Regions from separate parts of the Mus musculus genome. Here regions 2 and 3 are each linked to region 1. A link is a contact called in public HiChIP or PLAC-seq data. All regions are on one chromosome and are shown on one strand. Each heading gives the region's core, a stretch centred on a gene start, on an enhancer-like site or on the middle of the called end of the contact. The rest is flanking DNA. Distances are from core to core; before and after follow the strand shown.

Region 1 (3,365 bases), core at 397-2,896:
ACCAACCAGCAAACGAACCAACAACCAACCAAACCAACCAAATTATCTACAGAAATAGAGCTGTGGCGATAGCTAGGTCATAAGATGCTTGCCATGCAATCACATGGACTTGAATTTGACCCCCCACAGCACCCACCTAAAAAGAAAACACCAGGTACAACAGTGCATGCCTGTAATCCGCCAGAGTGTTGGAGACAAGAAGATTCCTGGAGCTTGCAGATGATAATATGGCCAAATCTATAAGCTCTATGTGCAGGCAACAAGCCTGCCTGAAAAATAAGAAAATGGCCAGATATGGTGGGATATGTCTTTAATCCCAGCTCTTTCATTAAAGGCAGATTTCTGTGATTGAAGGCCAGGTTGCTGTATATAGTGAAACGGTACCTCAGAGAGAGAGAGAGAGAGAGAGAGAGAGAGATTAAGAGAGCGAGTGAGAGAGAGAGAGAGAGTTTTCTTCCATCACAGTTTCAACAGAATTTTACCAACAACCACATAAACTCCAGAAATTATAAGAACAAAATTATAATCCCATCTAGGTGTGGCACATGCCAGGAACACCAGAACTCGGGGGTTTTCAGGATGGAGAATGAGGTTTGCACCTACAGAATAAGTTTGAAGCCAACCTGGGCTACCGGAGACACTGCAAAGCACACTTGACTGTCCATTGTTTCGGGGTCACTGACTGTGCAGCCTGCAGGCTAGATTAGAAAATGAATGAATACCTTTCTCCTTCTCTTCTCATTCCTTCCATTGTTCCAAGAGCTCTAGCCCTTTCTCTTTTCTCAGTTTTCTTGTTTTAAACATTCAGCGATGGTGCTCTTCAAAGACTCTTCCCTTTACCTGAAACCTCTCATCATTTTTGATGTTCATTGAGTATATTGCAGCGTCCAGCCCAGCATAGCTCTTCCTCTCCCAGAGCCTTGTCTAATTAACACAGTGGAGTCCAGTCCTCCCTGTTAAGTATTTCCTCCTCTCTGTTCTCTTTCCATCTACCGCTTCATGAGTTATAACATTATGTATGTATCTTATATGTACATATATATATATATTACTGTATTATGTTATATTATGATATATTGTAATAACTGTTTTTATATCCCTTAAACTAAGACATTGATCACTACTCAGCAGCCTCTCAGCCACTCTGTAAGTAGTTATGGGCTCATGTGCATACTGCTCCTCACTAAAATACTCCTGGGATTTAGTCAGTATTTATCCTCAGAGCCTTATATAGCTGCTATACAATGAATTAGGCATGTTTCCTGTCTGTCTCAGAGGAGAAAAAGTTGCACACCACCAAAACATACAAGAACATGGCCTCTGTCTCATGTGGTCTGTCGGTGAGTCACAGGGCTCAGACTTATGAAGGCTCGGAAACCTGGATTCCTCATCTTTTTCCTCCCTACTGTGTATCTGAAGGAACAATATCTTTCCATCTTTACCAAGGAGGCCAGGATAAGAAAGGAAGGTGGAGCTTCTTATCTTTCAGGTAGTTCGGATGACCGACATTCCCAAGAAGCCATTACTGTTTGTGAGCCAACCATCACATGAAATATCTGAAAAGATCAGAGGAAAGGGCAGGCCACAGATGGGGTGGGGTTGTTGACCCTGCATGTGGCTGCCTTGCGCTGTGAGTCAGACACCCACATCCTGTCCACTCTGGCTCACTCTTGTTCTCGTTTTAAGAGCTCTATCAAAGAGATGAAGCCTTACGCCTTCAGAAGGCTTCTGTTACTTTTTGGCAAAAAGAAAATATATGTGTGCATTCTGTAGAAGTCTACCAAATGTGGGTCTCTCTCTTTCTCTCTTTCTCTCTCTCTCTCTTTCTCTCTCTCTCTCTCTCTCTCTCTCACACACACACACACACACACACACACACATACACAAACACAGGCTTGGAAGCCTGGGCCACAGAACAAACAGTAACTCCACACACTAAGTCATTTGGTATTAATTAAACACTGTTCTCTTTAAAGAAATGGCATCTATTTAGTTTGAGCCAATACCATTCAAATAAACTTACAAAGAATTATAAAGTATTTATTAATATTAACCTTGACTTTAATTTTAAACCAATTAGACATTTTGTTCTGGCTGATTCTCTGAGCTTACAAAAGTTTATATTGCAGGATATAAAGTTCTGATTATGTTTGACATCGCTCCTTGTTTTTAAACTTTATCCATTTGCATTCTCAGGTTAAAAAAATAATCAGACAACTGTCTCAATGTAGTTCTTCATATTTACTCTTTTTTTTTTCCAATTGCAGTTCTGGAAGGGAGGAGGGAAAAAGAAAGAGAGTTTTAAAAAGAGGAATTAAGTTAAGGCTCAGGAGAAATCTATTCTGTTATTCCAGTTTGAAATATTTATTCTTTTCATGTGGCTGTCAATCAATTACGGACAACATTTGATAGCTCCCTGGGTATCTTAAATAAGAGTCACAGACAAACATCGCACTTGGAAGCCATCTCACAGGAAGACTTAAGGACATGCTTCTTGGCCTCTGCTGAATTTGTTGGAGCTATGTCGCTTGGCGCTCATGTGGCTTCCCAACAATACCTCCATCTTGACAAGATGAAAGGCTCTGGTGTTCCTAATCTACTGTAGGCATCTGCTAGTTCTGCCTCTTCATTTCATCTTACCTTCTTCTCCAGTCTAGTTTAGTTATTTTTCTCACCTCACATCCCCTTTTCATTTAATTTCCCAGAATAAAGACATTGCACCTGAGATTCTCTCTTCTATCTCCCATAATCAGCTTCCAAATGCTGACACCATTGCATACACTAGCAAGATTTTGCTGAAAGGACCCAGATATAGCTGTCTCTTGTGAGACTATGCCGGGGCCTAGCAAACACAGAAGTGGATGCTCACAGTCAGCTATTGGATGGATCACAGTGCCCCCAATGGAGGAGCTAGAGAAAGTACCCAAGGAACTAAAGGGAACTGCAACCCTATAGGTGGAACAACAATATGAACTAACCAGTACCCCGGAGCTCTTGTCTCTAGCTGCATATGTATCAAAAGATGGCCTAGTCGGCCATCACTGCAAAGAGAGGCCCATTGGACTTGCAAACTTTATATGCCTCAGTACAGGGCGACGCCAGGGCCAAAAAGGGGGAGTGGGTGGGTAGGGGATTGTGGAGGTGGGTATGGGGGACTTTTGGGATAGTATTGGAAATGTAAACGAGGAAAATACCTAATTAAAAAAAGAAAAAAAGACATTGCAGAGTTGGAGCTAGAGATCCCATGTACGGTAGTGTCATGCCCCATCAGTTTCACAACGTGTTGCCTCAGTTTCAGTGGGATGCTTAGAAAGCTCCTACTGATTTTCCTCATTAAATACAATGAGAAAGATACTTTGTAAAGC
Region 2 (3,540 bases), core at 977-3,476, 410 kb before region 1:
CAGAAAAGGCTTTGCCCTCAACACATCACATATATTAGTTTCCTTAATGCTCAAATGCTCTCCATGAAGTAGGCAATATTATCTCCATCTTACAGAAAAAGAAATGGGCTAACCTAGAAACAATAGAAGTGCTTTTTGAGAACCATATAGAAAGCATGAAAACATTTCAGCTTTGGCAACCCAGGACAAAGCAAGGATACCTGAGTTTGATTGACTTTCTTCTGTGATGGCAGTAATCCAGGGGACAGATGATCACTAGGGAAATCTATGCTAAATATGTCAGCAATGGGAAAATCTTGTACATTTTTCAAATCCTTGAAATGCTTGGTCAACAAAAAGCTGTAAGTGTGGAAATATTCAGGAATTGTCCAGGTCTCACATTGAAGAATAATATGATATAATGCCTAGTATACATGTTCATATTGATTTATTTTTCCCTCTCCTCCCTCTACTCCTTCCTCTTGTTCCCTTCCCTCTCTCACTCTCCTTTCTTTCTTTCACTTGTTTTTGTCTTGGGAGACAAGAGCCTTCCTGCCCAGGCTGCCTGGACCTCACTATGTGCCCAACCTGCCTTTATGTTTCTGGCAGCCTTCATGCTCTGGGTCTCTAACTTCTGGAATTACAGCAACGTGCCCCATTGCTGCTTTATTCTTCATTGATACCTATGTCACATATAAAAAAACAATAATATCCTGTTTCAGGGTGCTGGGGTGTGTGGCTGGCTGTGTATAAGTGTCCTCTTCTAGGCTTTGTTTGGTAATGAAAAATAAAACAGCATTTTATTTTTTAAAAAAAATCACCATTTGAACCACAGTAAAAGTTTAGCAGATCAGTGTTACATATGTGCTCTGTATGAACCTTACTAGGAGTCACATGACCTTGTTTTGTGGAAAGGACACAGTAATAATTTTGGCTTATCACTAGTAGTCAGAGTCAACAGAAGAAATGTCCTTGGAATGCTCACCTGTGCTCATATCTGCTGCCCCAGCCTCAGAGACAACCAAGGAAGAAGGTATTGAAAGGCTTTAAGAACCAGAGGTCAGAGAGGCACCTTGAGAAGCAGTATCTTCTGGATATAACTGGACCACTGTATTCATGAGCTCACAGAAGCCATGGTTGTCTGCATGAGACCTTCACAAGATCAAACCAGTCAGCATGGAGTAGGAGGGGTTTCATGAACCCCAGTGATAACTGAGGATATATGGACAATTGATGGTTCTTTTGGGGGAAAGATCACTTAAGGAAACAAAGTATAAACCCTAGTAGGGTGACCACACTCCAGTGGATGTCCCTATCCCTGGAATTTCATGGACAGCACAAATTGGAGCTAATGGGTAGTTTTTTTTTGGGGGGGGGCACAAAAACATGACGTTGGGGGTGGATCTGGGTAGAGTTAAGAAGAGGAGTTGGTGGTGAATATTGTTAAAGTATATTCTATGACCATTCTCAAAGAATTAATAAAAAGGCTTATACTAAAAATAGCTTATGTTTTGCCTTTCAGATGGTGGCTATCCTTGTAAAACAAAACCAGGCATGTGCAATATGGACATGAATGGGTTTGCTTATGTCTATAAAACTTTATTTATGAAAGCAGCTAATAGCTGCTCTCAGCCAGCAGGCCTCAGTGTCCTGACCATGATTCTAGATTTCATTATGAAAACATGCATAGGAACATGTTCTAACTGTCCAGGACTTACTGGTCAGGTCACAGTCCTGAAAGGTACCCATGTAGCATGGCTTCATCACTTATGTTCCTGAGAGCTAATTATTTGGCCCAGTCATAACATTTAATAACCTTCTTCTGTGACTTCTGTGTGTCCCCTGCCCCCAAATGCAGTAAGTATACTCTGGGCGGGAAACAAAAGATGCAGCTACTGTCCTGTGTTTCCCTGGAAGCCTGTGGAGTGGCATTGCTTTTGCCAGGAGTGGTCCTTCCGAGAAAGCTGTCTCTGAACAAGTTTGGGCAACAATTTCATTGAGGATGAAAGAGTTACTTCTGTCAAATTCAACACGCACTCCAGTTTCATTATTTTAGGACATAAAATTGTTTAGTGATTAACTTTGTTTATACTTGGCAAAGCATCACTTCCTTTTCTGAGGAGGAAAAGAGACAAAAAAGCTCATAAAAAATTTTTCAAAAAGCTTTCTACTTCAAACAGCTCTTACAAAACTGCATTTGGATGAGTCAAGTGTGGGGGAGTCAAAACCATATGGATTCTTCCCCTTTTAAAATAAACACTGACTTTCAAATTGAAGGAAATTTTCTTACAAAAGTAGACTTTAGCTTCCATAGACTATAAATAGTGAAAAAAAAGCAACTTCCCGAAATTTGATAGACCCAAATCACAGCTGGGTTTCTCATTCTTAATAATTGTGTTTTCACTGTATATCATTTAAAAACAAACAGCTCTAGGAGTGGCCCACATTCGGCTATTTTTAAGGGCATGGAGATTTTCATTTATCTCTCAAGTAATTTTTTCCCAAATCTTGAATTTGAGATAAGTTGCATTGTTACATTCGAAAAGACATAGGGTTAACCACTTGCCAGTCATTGTATTTCAGAGTCAGCTTGAGGTTAGTCTGGACTTCATAAGTGGATCCTGTCACAAAAGGAAGGAGGGTTCAAGGAAGGAGACAGAGACAGATAGGGAAGAAGATGAATACAGAGGAGAAGAAGGAAGTATTTGGGTGACAGCAAAAGAGGAGGAAAGAACAAAGTAAGGAGAGAAGTCAGGAAGGAAAGAGGAAGGGAGGGAAGGAAAGAAGGAGGGAGGGAGGGAGGGGAGGAAGGAAGGAATGAAGGAGATGGAAAGTGAGCTATGTCTGTAAACTTATTGTTTAAGATTGATTGATATAAGACACATTGTTTAAGATTGTTTGTGTGCATGTATGTGAACCCTGTTGAATATCTGTGTACTGCTTTTGTATAGAAGACCATGGGAGTCAGAGGAAGGCATTAAATTTCCTGGAACTGGAGATACAGGGTGTTATGAGTGACCATGTGGGTGCTAGGAACTGAACCTTGAGTCCTTAATGAAAACAGCCAGTGCTTGCTTCTAATCACTGAATGATCACCCGGTCTCTGTCTGTACATACTTCTGATACAATGATAATTCCTGGTTAGATTATCATCTATTATTACATTTTATCTACATTTTCATTAATAATCTAAGCAATAAAAAATTAGCACCCTTATTTAGGTAGATTAAGTGACCTACTTGGATGGCTATGAATATTATCATCAAATAATGCAAACAAAATTTTCATAATCTCAGTCTTTAAACAAATCAAGTCAACTAGACTTCCATTTGTTCCTTAATTCCTTTGTTAACACCAGAAATTCTAAAATACAGAGGCATTTTCTTGAAAGGACCCAGATATAGCTGTCTCTTGTGAGACTATGCCAGGGCCTAGCAAACACAGAAGGGGATGCTCACAGTCAGCTATTGGATGGATCACAGGGCCCACAATGGAGGAGCTAGAGAAAGTAACCAAGGAGCTAAAGGGATCTGCAACCCTATAGGTGGAACAACAATATGA
Region 3 (3,270 bases), core at 722-3,221, 470 kb before region 1:
TGAAATTTGCATCATGAACATAGTGTTTTTCCAAGCATGTAAGAGTAATTCAAACTCCCACCACTAGAGGACGATAAATATACACCAAAAAACCCTACTTTCTTAGATCCTGAATCTGTTAAAAATTCCCGTAAGTAAAATAAAGAACAACTATTTAGAAGTACAAAAAATAATCCGTCAGTGATTCACATTTTTAATCTATTAGTTAATTATAATTTCATCCGTCTCGTCTTTGTCTCCATCTCTCAGTGTGAACATGTCTCTCCCTCCCGCTGTCTTTCCTTCAAGACAAAGCCTCTATTTTTAATCCCTATAGTAATTTTACAAGGTGTGACTGTGCGTTAGTAAGGAGACAAAGCTCGGAGACTGGCACATGGCTGGGAAATTGACCTGTCCAGAACAGAATCCTTTACAGAACACCTTTCTTAGGGCCACTCTATCTATGGTTATGGCTCCATTCTCTTGATTTCTTTGTAAATCCCCAGTGATTCGGCTCTACTTCTTTTAAAGTGTCTTTGCTAGTTCATCTGTATCTTCTGACATCACCTCCTCTTCCACCCGGAATGTCAGGTCTTCATTATCAACTGGATCAGATTTAGAAAGTCCATGGGGTATTTTCAAGGGAAATTCCAGAAGCATTTAACTGAAGAGGAAAGATCCACTCTTAATGTCAGTAGCACCATACCTGAGATGGGGCTTACACTTCATCTTTATTTATTTATTTTTTTAAATAAGTCTAAGAGGGGAGGAGGAGGAAAACTAGCAAGCCGAGAAAAGTAATACACACCCACTGAATTTGATATTCTGATGAAGACATCTCTCCTCTGAGTTTCAAGCAGAACTTATTCACTCTTTTCCAGAAGCAAATTTCTGGGGATTACCAGCACTGCCATGGCAAAGTACCACATGTCAGAGAGTTTAAACCACAGAGATTGGTCTCCTCACCGTTCTAGAAACCAGGACTTGAAGATCACGATGCTGGCAGGGCTGGGTCCTTCTGTGCCCTCATTCCTTGGCTTATAGATCGTGGCTACTCTTGGTTGTCAACTTAACTGTATCTGGAATGAACTATAATCCAGAAATGGAGGGCATGCCGGCCAGAGAGTTTCTTCTGGGTTTGAAATAGGTGAATAAACTTTTAGTCTGGACTTTTGAGGTGGGAAGACCCAGGCTTTTGATCCAGCTCGCCATTGATGGATTAGTTGGAATGCAGCCTATAAGTTATTCCGTGTGTGTGTGTGTGTGTGTGTGTGTAGGGGGAGGCAGAGATTCATTCTATAAGTTCTGTGATTCTAGACATCCTTAAGAGGCCACATTATCCTATATTTTCACAGGGCCTTTACTGTGTGCAGTTGTATACCTAAATCTCCTCATATTATGAAGACATCATCATACTAGGTCAGTGGCCACCTCATAAAACCAAACAGTGCTTAGTGCTCGCCAAAATAAACCAACCGGTGGTGCCCCATGTTCACCTGAATAAACCAACTGGTCCCATTGCTGACTGGAATAAACTAACCAGTTCTCAGTGCCCATCCCAATAAATCAGCAGAGCTCAGTGCTCACCTGAGTAAACAGACAGCGTTCAGTGGCTGCCCTAATAAACTCAGTACTGTGTGTATGGGGGGGAAAGGGGGGGAAATATTTGCATTAGCAAACAGGAAGTGTTGTGCCGTAAATTACTCTCATGTCACATTCAACAGCTGTGCCTCTGTTAGCTGCTAGAAGCCAACATCCTACAGTACCATATTCAATAATTCTTAGTACTGGGCACAGAGGCCTGTGTCCTAACCAGGGCTGCTCTCGGGCTAACTTCAGCCTGGTCTTCAGCTGAGGCATCTGTGGAACAAGGATCTGTGTAAATAAGTTTCACATTAGTAAGAAAATTGGAGAGCTCATTGTGGGAAAGCTGGGTGCAGTCAGGGATGACTAATAACCTTAACCCGAATGGGTCACAGTGAGCTCAATCAACAGTAATGGAAGGCACTTCAGGTCTTAGGGGATTGGCCAAAAGTAGAATGGCCCTGCCTACACGTTTACCCTGGAGAGCTGAGGCTCTCATCTTCATGCTCAGTCATGCAGAGGCATATATATAAACAGAAGACCAACTAAAGTTCAGCATAAATTGGCTAGGCCTGAATAAAAGTCTGCTGTTGGAAAGTCCTGCTGTTTGGATATCTGTTATTAGATATCAGACATCAGTGAGGATTATTGTTTATTCATAATAGTCAATAGGAATATATATATATATATATATATATATATATATATATATATATATACATATATATATCTTCCTTATGAATGAGCACAAATTAAATTTGCTTAAAGCCACAAACAAATTATGCATGTCATTTACAGATGTAAGGTTTATATCTCCTTAAGAACCTAACATATCTGGTGTATGGAAGATCTATGATTTTTTGTCACCTACATTTTTATTTAATTTATTTCATAACATAGAGAGCTTTGTCATATAAAGGTAAAAATCCTTAAACCAACTCAGCTTGCTATCCTCCTTCTTCCTTCTCTTCTCCTCTTTTTCCTCCCCCTCTTTTTCCTCTTCCTCCTCTTCTTATTCCTTTTTATTTATTTATTTATTTTTAATTTAGTTTAGGACCTCATCCCACTGAAGGTGCTGCCCTTATTCAGAGTAGATTAAGCCTTCTGGAATCACCCTCAGAGACACTTCCAGAACTGTTTCTATGCCAGTTCAATTGGCAATGAAGACTGGCCTAGTGACTTGAAGAGGGAAAATTCCTGGGAGAAGGATCTTGGTCTCCTATTCAAAGGACTGAAATAAGGAGTCACAAAGATTTGCAAAAGTAGCAAACTAATGTTTTTGTTTCTTTCTTTGTTTCCCATGAGGAAGGGTAATGTTCAAAGTCTGGTAAAATTAACAAGAAACAAAAGATTTTTGCCTTTTAAAATGTTGCTAAAAGTAGATAAATGACCACAAAGCATGGGAAAAACAACTGTGAAACAAAATCTTGGTTGTAATAGAACTAAGTTGTATAGACATTTTCTCTTAAGATACATTTTTTTTTTTTTTACAAATCTGACATAAATTTACATCAAACTAAAATCAAATCATGGATGTCAGCTATAGATGTAAGCTTTGTACATTCATTAAGAACCTAACATATCAAGCTGGGTGGTGGTGGCACACACCTTTAATCCCAGCACTCGGGAGGCAGAGGCAGGCAGATTTCTGGGTTCAAGGCCAGCCTGGTCTACAGAGTGAGTTCCAGGACAGCCAGGGCTACACAG

The links. HiChIP or PLAC-seq counts read pairs in DNA pulled down with a chosen protein or histone mark.
Region 2: a CTCF HiChIP or PLAC-seq map of the NIH/3T3 cell line shows a contact between it and region 1, with 5 read pairs. The contact joins two enhancer-like sites. A contact is called at or near these places in 1 of 15 datasets of contacts at CTCF or cohesin (the NIH/3T3 cell line) and 1 of 484 Hi-C or Micro-C datasets (cerebellar granule neurons).
Region 3: a contact with region 1 is called in a FOXA1 HiChIP or PLAC-seq map of pancreatic cancer cells. The contact joins two enhancer-like sites. A contact is called at or near these places in 2 of 115 datasets of contacts at active chromatin or transcription factors (T-cell acute lymphoblastic leukemia and pancreatic cancer cells).

Annotation. Positions count from the first base shown.
Region 1 is chr10:96,869,947-96,873,311 of GRCm38.p6, reverse strand. No RefSeq gene overlaps it. Among named protein-coding and RNA genes, the nearest start is that of Gm46240, 30 kb to the left of the region's middle. Within about 2 kb of position 1,646, at least 84 of the 459 cell types and tissues checked have an H3K27ac peak or open chromatin away from gene starts, as enhancers often do. A contact at or near this core is called in the NIH/3T3 cell line and pancreatic cancer cells, where this site is marked.
Region 2 is chr10:97,281,672-97,285,211 of GRCm38.p6, reverse strand. No RefSeq gene overlaps it. Among named protein-coding and RNA genes, the nearest start is that of Gm34044, 48 kb to the right of the region's middle. Within about 2 kb of position 2,226, at least 11 of the 459 cell types and tissues checked have an H3K27ac peak or open chromatin away from gene starts, as enhancers often do. A contact at or near this core is called in the NIH/3T3 cell line, where this site is marked.
Region 3 is chr10:97,336,867-97,340,136 of GRCm38.p6, reverse strand. No RefSeq gene overlaps it. Among named protein-coding and RNA genes, the nearest start is that of Mir3966, 85 kb to the left of the region's middle. Within about 2 kb of position 1,971, at least 61 of the 459 cell types and tissues checked have an H3K27ac peak or open chromatin away from gene starts, as enhancers often do. A contact at or near this core is called in pancreatic cancer cells, where this site is marked.